Linked DNA regions of Sus scrofa: all the other regions are linked to region 1. A link is a contact called in public Hi-C data. All regions are on one chromosome and are shown on one strand. Each heading gives the region's core, a stretch centred on a gene start, on an enhancer-like site or on the middle of the called end of the contact. The rest is flanking DNA. Distances are from core to core; before and after follow the strand shown. Region 1 has its middle 220 kb from the start of CELF2. Region 2 overlaps LOC110255590 (a long non-coding RNA gene). Region 3 overlaps CELF2 (CUGBP Elav-like family member 2). Region 4 overlaps LOC110255590 (a long non-coding RNA gene).

What was found. Hi-C and Micro-C count contacts between places; a contact is called where the count stands out from the background.
Region 2: a contact with region 1 is called in a Hi-C map of brain, with 5 times the contacts expected there. The contact joins two enhancer-like sites. A contact is called at or near these places in 1 of 47 Hi-C or Micro-C datasets (brain) and 1 of 2 datasets of contacts at active chromatin or transcription factors (skeletal muscle).
Region 3: a Hi-C map of fetal skeletal muscle shows a contact between it and region 1, with 2.1 times the contacts expected there. The contact joins two enhancer-like sites. A contact is called at or near these places in 5 of 47 Hi-C or Micro-C datasets (brain, fetal heart ventricle, fetal skeletal muscle and 2 more) and 1 of 2 datasets of contacts at active chromatin or transcription factors (skeletal muscle).
Region 4: a contact with region 1 is called in a Hi-C map of skeletal muscle, with 6 times the contacts expected there. The contact joins two enhancer-like sites. A contact is called at or near these places in 2 of 47 Hi-C or Micro-C datasets (heart right ventricle and skeletal muscle) and 1 of 2 datasets of contacts at active chromatin or transcription factors (skeletal muscle).

Annotation. Positions count from the first base shown.
Region 1 is chr10:61,083,469-61,086,168 of Sscrofa11.1, forward strand. It overlaps the pseudogene LOC100514677. Among named protein-coding and RNA genes, the nearest start is that of CELF2, 220 kb to the left of the region's middle. Within about 2 kb of position 1,328, at least 50 of the 83 cell types and tissues checked have an H3K27ac peak or open chromatin away from gene starts, as enhancers often do. A contact at or near this core is called in brain, fetal skeletal muscle and skeletal muscle, where this site is marked.
Region 2 is chr10:61,295,147-61,297,846 of Sscrofa11.1, forward strand. The region is part of intron 2 of LOC110255590 (a long non-coding RNA gene); the gene reads right to left. Among named protein-coding and RNA genes, the nearest start is that of CELF2, 430 kb to the left of the region's middle. Within about 2 kb of position 1,320, at least 8 of the 83 cell types and tissues checked have an H3K27ac peak or open chromatin away from gene starts, as enhancers often do. A contact at or near this core is called in brain, where this site is marked.
Region 3 is chr10:60,858,727-60,861,426 of Sscrofa11.1, forward strand. All of the region lies in intron 1 of CELF2 (CUGBP Elav-like family member 2), which reads right to left. Among named protein-coding and RNA genes, the nearest start is that of CELF2, 7.6 kb to the right of the region's middle. Within about 2 kb of position 1,400, at least 6 of the 83 cell types and tissues checked have an H3K27ac peak or open chromatin away from gene starts, as enhancers often do. A contact at or near this core is called in fetal skeletal muscle and skeletal muscle, where this site is marked.
Region 4 is chr10:61,238,012-61,240,711 of Sscrofa11.1, forward strand. The region is part of intron 2 of LOC110255590 (a long non-coding RNA gene); the gene reads right to left. Among named protein-coding and RNA genes, the nearest start is that of CELF2, 370 kb to the left of the region's middle. Within about 2 kb of position 1,275, at least 16 of the 83 cell types and tissues checked have an H3K27ac peak or open chromatin away from gene starts, as enhancers often do. A contact at or near this core is called in skeletal muscle, where this site is marked.

The DNA of each region.
Region 1 (2,700 bases), core at 78-2,577:
AATGTATATCAATATCCTGATGCCTGCTTCGTCGTTAGAACGATGGTTACAAAGGGTAGGTGAAAACACGTTTCATGTTTAACTGGAAAAAGGGAAGATTAGAAAATGACATGCACTTTCTGACACCCATCCGTGTGACGTTCTAGAAAGCAAAATGCAAGAATTCTTCAAAGGAAAATAAGATGATATCGGCCACTGTTTCTTGTATTTGCTCTTTTCTATCATGCATAAAAATACTAAAATTAGACAGACACTAAGGCAGAACTCATGAGAAGGAGAGAAGTAACAGCCCATGAATGCAAGATAAATATTAGGAAAAAAAAGAGGTGCCTTAACTGGGTCTTGGTTTCATTCCAGTGGAACCGTGTTTGCAGGTAAGTATTTGGGACAGCCTGCCACTGTGAGGAACCACTTTCCATAAAACCCCCTCGTTTTAACCTTTTTACATTTAAGAAATTGTCCAAATTTCTTTGGGCTGGGCAACACCACTTCGTTTTCAGTTAAACTTAGGAAGGCACTGTGAACTCTACCCAAGGTGTCAGCTTAGGCTCAAGGGGGGTGAAATGCAGGAACTTTTGGCCACTGTGAGGTCCTGGGAATCTCATTTTCCTGGGTCTCCGAATCAAGAAGACGGCAGAGCTCATCTTTTCAGAAGCGTGCAGAGACTAGCTCGTTTCACAAACTGTGCTCATTTCATTCGAAGGTCAGGGAGTTTTTACAAGACTGGCTTTTCCAAATTAGGCGTGGGGGTGGGGAGAAGAGGTCCCGGGAGGAAACCCCCTCTCTGCCCACCGTCTTGAAAAGAGGAGCAGGAAGAGCTTTCCTGAAAAGTTGGCTTTTTAAAACCTCAAGCCCCAGAAAGTTTGGCACGTCCCTTCCGATGGCTTCAGGGCCCCCAGAAACGCAGTCAGTAGGAGAGCTGGTTGGCGAGTTGGCCAATGGCAGGCATCATTTCAAAAGGATGGGACTCGCATTAAAATGCACCGCCTTCCCCTCCGGGAGTGAAATTGAGGACTTCTCACGCCTCTCCGCACACAGCTGCCGGAAGTTGTGTCGAATCACCGCGGACTATCCCCTAAGCAGATCCGCGGTCGCCGAACCCCCCACCCACACCCCACCCCACCCCCGCCCCCGCTGGCGGCGCATCGCGCATCCCCCGCGCAGGCACTGGGCTGGGGGCGGGGGAGGAACTTGGCCCTGAACTGAAACAGCGACGGGAGAGAAAGAAAAGCAGGCCTACCTTAAAACTTTCCAGTCTTTGAGTGGATCCAAGTCAGAGATTAAGGAGACCATTGTCTAAAGGGCGGCGGAAGGCAGGTCCGGTCCGGAGAGGTGGGGGCGAGGGGAGGGGATGCAGGGGAAGGAAGCGGCCGCCCGCTCCGCGGCTCAGGCCAGGAGCGACTGGGCGCCCGCCCGGCTCTTCCTACTTCTAGGATTGATAAGCACTTGTCCTGGCTTTTCTCCACCCCCCAAATCAATCTTGCGCGATATTACTTCCAGCCCCGGCTCATTTCTCCACACCACCTTTTAAAGCCCTTGTAATCTGCTGCAACTGATCAAATTTGACCTTTTTGTAGCCCACTTTATTCCAAGCACAGCTCTCAGTTAAATCTCTCTTTATTAACACCGTCCTCCTTGGCTTGCTTTTGGAACAAACACAGATCAAGCCTGAAGCCTCCAGACTTTACCAGCAATCATTTACAGATTACTGCAAGCTGCAGCTTTCTCCTCTCTGGGGCATTTCTCCCGCCTCCGAGATTTTGCTTTCATATTCCTGTTAGAAGACAGCGGGTGAGGGTCCCCCCCACCCCCACCCCCGCCTTTTTTTTTTTTTTTTTTTCTTTTTTTCTGTTTCTTTTTTTGGTGACTTGGGTTCTGGGACACTGGCATCGGGCTTAGAGCTTCCCTCAGAGGCTGTAACTACACGACTGTTAGGATTTGTTTTTTAAAAATAATTTGGAAGCAGGCTGCTAACAAGCTAGAATTCACTGTGTGTTTCCTGGCAGAGAATTTGCTACACTGCTTCGTCTTCTTTTTTTTTTTTTAATCCCCTCCTTTCTTCCTTGTGTTTTAAAAGAACACGGAGAGGGGACATGTAGCATCCTTCTAAGCGGGAAGAGAGAAGGGCGTGGGCTTTCTCCTCAACTTGTGTATGTTTCGTCCTTCTGTAAAAGCTGAACATCCTTTCAAGAATCATCTGGAACGGTACAGAGCAGATGTGAAAAAATTTCAAGAGCAGAATTGTTTTCCTCTCGTCTGTGTGCTCATGGAGGTCCTTTGTGAGTGTACAGATTCCTGGTTTTCATAGGCACTGCCTCTTAAGCATGGTTTTCTGCTTTCTGAGGTTCTAGCTAAGACAGCCCAACTGAAGCCCCTCCTCCCGGTGCTCCCCAGTTCCTGGCCTGAGAAGACCCTGAAATCACGTGGGGTGGTGGTCTCCAGACCATGACCTCTCAGGTCACTCAGATTTTCCTGAGATCTCTGTGCCACATGTGCTTTGCCTGGTTGTCTCTTTATATCAAATTCCTCTTTTTCTTATACCCATTTAAAATTTTTTTAAAATTTATTTTTATGTATGTATTTAGCTGTGCCCCCAGTGTGCAGAAGTTCCAGGCCAGGGATTGAAGCTGTGCCACAGCGGCAACCCGAGCCACTGCAGTGAGAATACCAGGTCCTTAACCCACCGCACCACCAGGGAAC
Region 2 (2,700 bases), core at 70-2,569, 210 kb after region 1:
TATTTCCTGGACCAGAAACAGCCAGGAGTGACCCGGATAGATTTCTCATGGGGGCCTTTTCCATCTCCAGAGCCAGGTCTTACAAAAGCTTGATTCGGGAGCTGCACTTCGCATCCAACACATCTGCCTAGGGCTTGACAGAATGAGGGTAATTGGATTACACCATTCATTCTCTTTGGGGCAAGCCCCTCTCGCCATTCATTTGAAAGCATTCTTGTGATATATGTTTCCCCTCCGTCTTGCCTTTGCTTTTGTCTCTACCTGTGGGTTTAAGATCACCGTCACTACCGCTTAGTCTTTCAAAACCCTCACCTATTGTTTATTTCACCGTCTGTCATTACATAACCCAGGGAAGCAGGTCAACATCGCTATTAACATGTCCCAGGCAAAGCAAGGAATGAGGCTGCAGAGACGTGTTTAGAATTGTCCCAGCCAGCATACAGGGAACTGTCCAAGAACTCAGATAATAGCCTGGACCGCTTGACGGTCCGCCTCCCCCCACTCTATCTTCTCTCAAGCCTGAGTGAGAAAATAAGTCTCTATCAGTTAATTCAAGAACATCAGTTCTGGAGTCCAGCCTATTTGGGTGAAAAAAAAAAAAAATCCCAATTCTGACATCTGGCTGCATGATCACAAGCAAATTTCTTTATCTCCTTTGAGCATCCATTTCTTAATTTGTACAGTGGTGAACATACTAAACTCATAGGATCATGATGAAATGATTAATGTAAAGCTCTTGCTCTGGTACCTGCACACTGCTGCTTTCAATAAAAAGGAGCCTCACTGACTTGTGTATTCATTTGACTAGTTATCTCTTGCAGATGTTTTTTAAGTGCACCTGCTGTTTGCTTTTTTGGTGGGATGTAGGCAGAGCAGACAGACTGTGCAGAGGGTGTTTCTCTGCTCTGTCTGGGTTTCTACTTTGGCACGCTACTTATTCTTTCAGAATGTGTGTTTCTCTTAGACAGAAAAAGGGCTGAGGGAAATGACTACAGAGTCAGAAACAGATGCGAGGGGTAACAGGTGACAGAAATTATGGTCAGTAATTTGTCTTCATCCCTGGCCACTTTCATAGAAATGCAACTCAAATGATTTGCTACAAGAAACGATATCTTCACTGGTGTGATGGGTTGAAAGAAAAAGGAGAAAACTGATACCGCACAAAGAAATCAAAATGATTGATTAAATTTTTAAAATTATTATGATTAATTTCTTAGCGCCAGCCACCAGGAAGAGGGAAACCCTCCCAGCCTAGCCTTTGCTGAGGACTGTGTTGATGTGTAGCCATTTCTGTGGGTGCATTTTTAAGCAGAGCTGCAGGGAATGTCATGTGTTGCAGTAATTGCCATGGAAACCATTGTTGTTGAATGAATAGAGAGGTTTTAAATCCTTGGTAATGAGCCTGAGAAACTAAGTAGGGCTTCAAGTTTAACTTGTTTGGAAGTGGTTCATATCTCACACGGAGATATGGGAGGTAAAGGGTAGGGGGCAAAGCATGGCAGAGAGGCAGTTTCTCCTTTAAAACAAAAATTCAAATAAACGAGCCTGATATCACAGGACATTTCTACTAGCACTTTTTAATGAAAAAACACCAGAGATCCTTAGCATCCAGCCCCAAGCCTTGGGCAATCCTCTTGTCTACAGAACAGTGTAATTTTGATACATTTCCACTGAAATCAACAATTTCTTTTTTCTTTCATCTTTTTTTTTTTTTTTTTTTTTTTTAAGGGCTGCACCTGCAGCATATGGAAATTCCAAGGCTAGGGGTCAAATCTGAGCTGCAGCTGTAGGCCTACACTACAGCCACTGAAACACCAGATCTGAGCAGTATCTGTGACCTTTGCTATAGCTCAGGGCAACGCCAGATCCTTAACCCACTGAGCGAGCCCCGGGATCAAACCCACCTCCTTATGGATACTGGTCGGGTTCTTAACCCACTGAGCCACAATGGGAACTCACTGAAATCAACAATTTCAATTCACCTCCTACCTCAAGAACTGAGAAGGTTAGCTATTCTCAAGGCAATTAATTATCAGGTTTCTCTGGCTTGAGAGGGGGGCACTGAGAATGTTCCTTCACAGAAGGTGGCTACGGACTCAGTGAATCTTGCCTTTGGAGGGGGGTGATTTAGGAAGGGGACCCCACCCCTGCCATCAGTAGTTTCTTAGCATCTCAAATCTCTTTCCTTTTCACAAGTCTGGACACCTTATCTCTCATCAAGATCTTTTCAGGCTGGGTACCCTGGAATCATGGCTGGGGATAGGAAACAAAGAACAATGGCAAAAAGGCCAGAAGGTAAAGCCTTTCTCCTTCTCCACGGCCAAGGGTCTCCTCATCCAGCTCTTTTCCCTCAATCAGAGACACACCTTGGCCCCACACCTGGGTTACTGGATACAAGCTTCTCCCTGAACATTTACATGGTGCAGGGGGTCAGGACCTGCGACACCCAAATATGCCACTTTGGCATAAGGATTTTTGAGCTGAAGGCTGGACTGGAGTTTGGGAAATCCCTTATCTGCCTCAAAGCAGAGCCTCCCCAACAGATTCAACTGTCATAAATCCCCTCCCTGGGCAACTCGTCTCTCTCCTGGCACCACACCAGGCACTGCCACAAACTACCGCATCTCCCATCTGCTCTCCGAAGGGGCCGTTTAACTTCCGGGAAGGCATTTGCCCATTTCTGAGTCCCTTTCTCCCCGT
Region 3 (2,700 bases), core at 150-2,649, 220 kb before region 1:
CTTCCAGCCAATAAATTTGAAATCCACGGGAACTGAAAATCCACATGAATTTTAAGTACCTGGGTGAGCATCTGACTTTGTGGCCATGTGTTTGTTCTTGGCTTACCCCAGTTTCATTAGCAACTTGCAAAAATAAACAACAGTGCCTTTTTCTGTGCTTAAAAAAAAAAAAAACAAACCCTTAAGTGATACATGATAAAGATACATTTTCTCATCTCTGCAAAGAGATCCCTGAGAAAATGCTTCCATCACCAATCCTAAATTTAAAATGATTGTATTCTGCTCCCCGTCCTCCCACTTTTTGGAAAGCTTCTGGAATGGTGACGTCATCACATTCCTAAAGCGACTTGAGTAAAATCACACGCCCATCAAAATGAAATCGCCATTATTAAACTCCTATTTCCCATTTTTACAGGCATTTTCAGCCATCGCTCTCTCCACCCCAACCCCAGAACAGCTGCTAACTGGCTTTTTTTTTTTTTTTCAATCTTGGGTTTTTCTGAATTTATTTTCAATAGCGCAAAAAGGCAAAGATGGTGAATTTCTCTTCCTTCTGAAGAGACCCTCTAAGGGAAGATGGGTTCTTTGCATACATACCTTCGAGCTCGGAAAGGAGGCGCCCCTCTAGAGTTTCCAGAAGCTTCCATCCCAAGGGGATGAAATGTTAAAAGTGTGGGCCTGTCGGACCCAGAGCCCAACCAGCTCATGGCTTCCCTCTCGGACTTGGCTTTGCCTTTGCTTCCTTTCTCCATGACACCGCTGCCACCTTCCTGACTGTCCCTCACTCGGCCTTCTCTCTCTCGCTCCCTCTTTCTCTCTCAAACGGAAGCCAGACAATGCCAGAAGCTTTCCTCCACAGCTGCGTGTCTGCGGAGGCAGGTGCCCACATGAGTGGAGAGGTAGCTGGTGGCTCATCTGTCAGGGAACTCAAGTTTGCCTTGACCAAGGGCTGGTGTCCCCACTGGGAACAGCTGCCTCTGGGCGAGTCCTTCCGGGGGTGGGAGAGGGGGAGGGAAGACTCTGTCCCATGAAATGAATCAATAAGGTATGAAAATTGGGAAGGAGAAGACTAAAGAAAGGGTGGAAGGAGGAAAAAAAAAAAAAAAAAGCTGGCCTGGTGATGTGTACACGAAGGCACTCAGAAAAAAAACAAACCAAAAAACACCTCTCAGGGAAGGTCCCCGTGGCCCCTTGAAGATGCCGAGATTTGTCCAGCTGTATCAGGTCCCCTTGTCTGGTGCCAGCCTGGCGGCGGGAACAAAATGCATACCTATCCGAATGGGGTTTTCAGTTCCCTGGGAATGTGCCCTAAGACACCCCCACCCCCTATCCTGTTGTCCCCAACTGGCCAGAGGGTCTCATCTTACTGCCACGTGCTGTAAATTTGAAAAGGAGAAACTACTGCCTGACAAACCCCAACAGCTGAGTGGTAACAGCTGGGTGGCCACAGCCGTTGGCATAACATTAGGTCCAGACAGAAAGCAGCAACAGGTGGGGGTGGAAGAGAAAGGGAGTTTTAAGCCTTGCGGGGGGAGGTGGTGCCTGAGACCCCTCTTGGTGAGAATCAAAATCTGGACTTGAGAACCCCACTGGCTTGAATGTTCCTCCTTTTTCTGAACAAATACATCTTGTAGAAGAGGAACCCTTAATGAGAGCAAACGCTCGGATGCCTGTAAAACAAAACACGTGAATCTGCTTTACCCACAATGATCTCAGGACACCCCCCCCCCCAACAAAGAGCTTTCCCTTCCAAGGATCAGAAGTCATCTGATAATGGTACCTGCAGATGATCAGACTCTTTAAGGCAAATGCTGCTTTTGCCAGAGGAGTGAAAAGGATGATGAAGATTTAAGAACCAGACGTGCTGGATTCTGCCTGTGATTCCATCAGAACAGCCTGACACTGGGACCATGTCATTTAATTTTCGGATTCGTCAGCTAGACCTTTGTCATGTGCCAGGCCATCATTTCCTGGTAGATGGCTACAAAATCAAAATCTACCGTGATCCCACAGATAAGAGGTGCCCTGTGTTAGTTAACCTAATTATTACTACAGCAATTACATAACCAAGCTATTAAGTGACACGTAGGTTGAAAATACATTAAGGTTTTGAGCACAGGAAATTTTTTTTCCCCTATAATATGGTTCAAATCTCTTAACTATTTTTAGCCCATGATAGAGGTTTTTGAAAATCCCAGCTGATTTTTCTTTAACTTGGCTTTTGATGCTAATTCCCATGAAATCCCTTAGGGGGGAAAAATTCTTCCTGAACACTGGTGTAGCTATCTACACAAGCTAAGTGGAAATGCATTATCTTGTCTCATCTCTGCAGCTGAGGGTAAACCTTTGTTACCAATCGCTTAGCCTCTCAATACTCTCTGGTACAGGCTACTGGCTACACTTGCACTCGTTCACAGGAATACCGCCAAGTGAGGGAGAAGCAGCGATGTGAGCGACCTGATAGTCCGAGGAAGAAAGGGAACCACTTAAGGATGTTGTGCAAATTTGCTTTAATAGCAAAGACAAAACCAGGCTGTTCTAACGACCACGTTCCTCTCCCGCTCCCTCACCCATCCTTCAAGCCCCGCCCCTGTATTATACACCACTTGATACTGTCTTAGCCATTCTGTTCCCTCTCTGTTTCATGCAGCTTCTTAACAACTGAGACTATGTCCTGTATAGTGTATGTGTTGCTTGGTT
Region 4 (2,700 bases), core at 25-2,524, 150 kb after region 1:
CTGAATTTGCTCTTTCTCCCCTCATTCCCTAGAGGGAGATGATTATCTGTGAGTGATTTCCATGGTGCAGAATTTCCTTCCAGAGTCTCCATGCCCACGATGGTTGTCTTAATTTGTCAAATTCCAGGAAAGCATCTGACTATAGCCTGTTATTCACAGATTTCTAGATCTACTGGGATTTGAGAGTATCCCCCAGGGTTTTCTGCAATCAACATATATAATAGTACCAGGACTAGGTTTAGAAGCTGAAAACATGGTGTGGCATTAATTTGGGCCATTTTTCCAAACCATTATGCATCGGTTGACCAAATTAGCTGAATGTGATGTGAATTGATTAAGGTGGCTAGATGTACTAATTGATTGTACTGAAACAAAAATCCTTTTGATTGGATAGGTGCAGACCCTTTTGACTGGAAAGATACACTGCACTGTAGAGCTGTTATGTCCCTGCAGTGACTTTATTTGGCTCACATGTACTGGCCAAAGGTGAAAGGTGAAAGGTGAAAAGTAGGCAAAGGCCATTCTGCTTTAGATAATGATATGGAATGGGTGTCTGGTATGGATTGTAGAAATTTGTGCCCAGGCTCGGCCATGATCGATGTCAACTGTCACTAAAGTGGACAAGATGGTAAAAATGAAGCAAAGGCCATGAGGAAAAAGGATGTGTTTGTTGTCCATGGGATGTTCTTCCAAGGGCCTGCTGCCTAGTACATACTGTTCTTTCTCATTCCAAGTCACTGAGATAAGTGAAAAACAAAAATAAACCCTGGATACACAGTCGATGGAAATGCAGAGACAAGAGACGAGAGTACAATCCAGAAAGGCTTGCCGAGTCCAGTTTTATCAGAATCTTATCAGATGGGCCCTCCATCTCCTGGCTGTGGGGTTAAGCATATTGTGCTACGGTCGACCTCCCTGGGCTCTGGGCCAAGCTCACCGGTTTCATCCCCTGGCTGACAGTGGGCAGTTAGATCCCCTCACTTCTCTGCCTCTCAGTGTATCTCATCAGTGAATTGGGTACAATCGACCCTATCTCACAGGGTTGTGTTAAGCCTTTGCTGAGATAAAATTATGTAAAGCACGTGGCGCAGTGTCTGACACATTGTAAATCTTCACCTGTAAGTTCTTGTTTCTCCTCATCACCATTCTCATGGCGGGATGTCCTCCCTCTTCCTCATCTCGGGTTTGTCTTGACTCCTCCAGCCTCTTCACACTGAGGCTCAGGTCCACTTCCTTCCAGAAGCCACTGTGCCGCCAAGCTGTTTCCAAGGGCAGCTTCCTGCTGTGGAGGCTTTAGGTCAGGTCCTGGCCGGGGAAAGAGGAGCGAGAGCCAACTCTCCCTGAGGGAGAGGCTTGATGCCTCTGAACTACTGCCAGCAGACCCGATTCCCCACTGGTAAGATTAGCATCTTTGCAGAATCAGAATATGGTATGAGAAGAAATAATTCAGAGTAAATTAAATGATGACTCTGCAATCAACTTGCAAACTGCCCTTTTACTTTTAGCAAAACAGGGAGCTCTTTTCTGATGTGTGTCTGGCACAGATTACCCCATTTTCTGCTCTCTGGAGAATAAGGGCCTTTTCTAGATACTCTCTGCAGATGGGTTTTGAATTGGAGCAAATAAGAGTTAGCTGTTCTGTCATTTGTAGGAATTCCATGGGCTGCATTTCCTGTGTGAAAGAAGGCATTTCACGAATTGTGTTGTTTAGACCAAAGACGCTTATGGCCATAAAGGGGGCTCCAACCAACCACTTCAAAACCAGGTACACCAATGCACGTCCTGCCAAGAGTCCACTCTTTGGCTCTATTACAAATTTTTTTAAAAAATTTGTATTAAAGTATAACTGATTTACAATGTTCCTTCCATTTCTGCTATATAGCAAAGTGACCCAGTCCACACACACACACACACACACACACACACACACACATTCTTTTTTATGTTTCACGCTATCTTTCATCATGGTCCAACCAGAGAGACTGCAATAGTTCCCTATGCTGTACAGTAGGATCCCATTGCTTGTCCGTTACAAGTGTAACAGTTTGTATCTAGCACCCCCAAATTCCCATCCCTCCCACTCCCTCCCCCCTCGCAACTACAAATCTGCTCTCCATGTCTATGGTCTGTTTCTGTTCTGTAGACAGAATCATCTGTGCTATATGTTAGAGTCCACATATAAGTGATATCATACAAGATAGATTTAAAATAAAGTCACAAGAGACAAAGGACACTACATAATGATCAAAGGATCAAACTATTAAGCAATCTTTATCTCAACTTGAAAATGTTCTATTCTTTTCTCAATCCACAGCAATAACCTTGGTGACTTTCAAGAATCAATCCACCTTTTCAGTGCTTAATCCTTCATGGTGTTAAAAGGTGTTTTTTTTGTTTTGTTTTTTTCTTTGTCTTTTTGCCTTTTTCTGGGGCCGTTCCTGTGACATATGGAGGTTCCCAGGCTAGGGGTCTAATTGGAGCTGTACCTGCTGGCCTACGCCAGAGCCACAGCAATGTGGGAACCGAGCAGCATCTGCACCCTACACCACAGCTCACGGCAATGCCGAATCCTTAACCCACTGAGCAAGGTCAGGGACCGAACCTACAACCTCGTGGTTCCTAGTCGGATTCGTTAACCACTGAGCCACGATGGAAACTCCAAGTTAAAAGTCTTGTACAAGTCTCCTACTTGTCTTATAC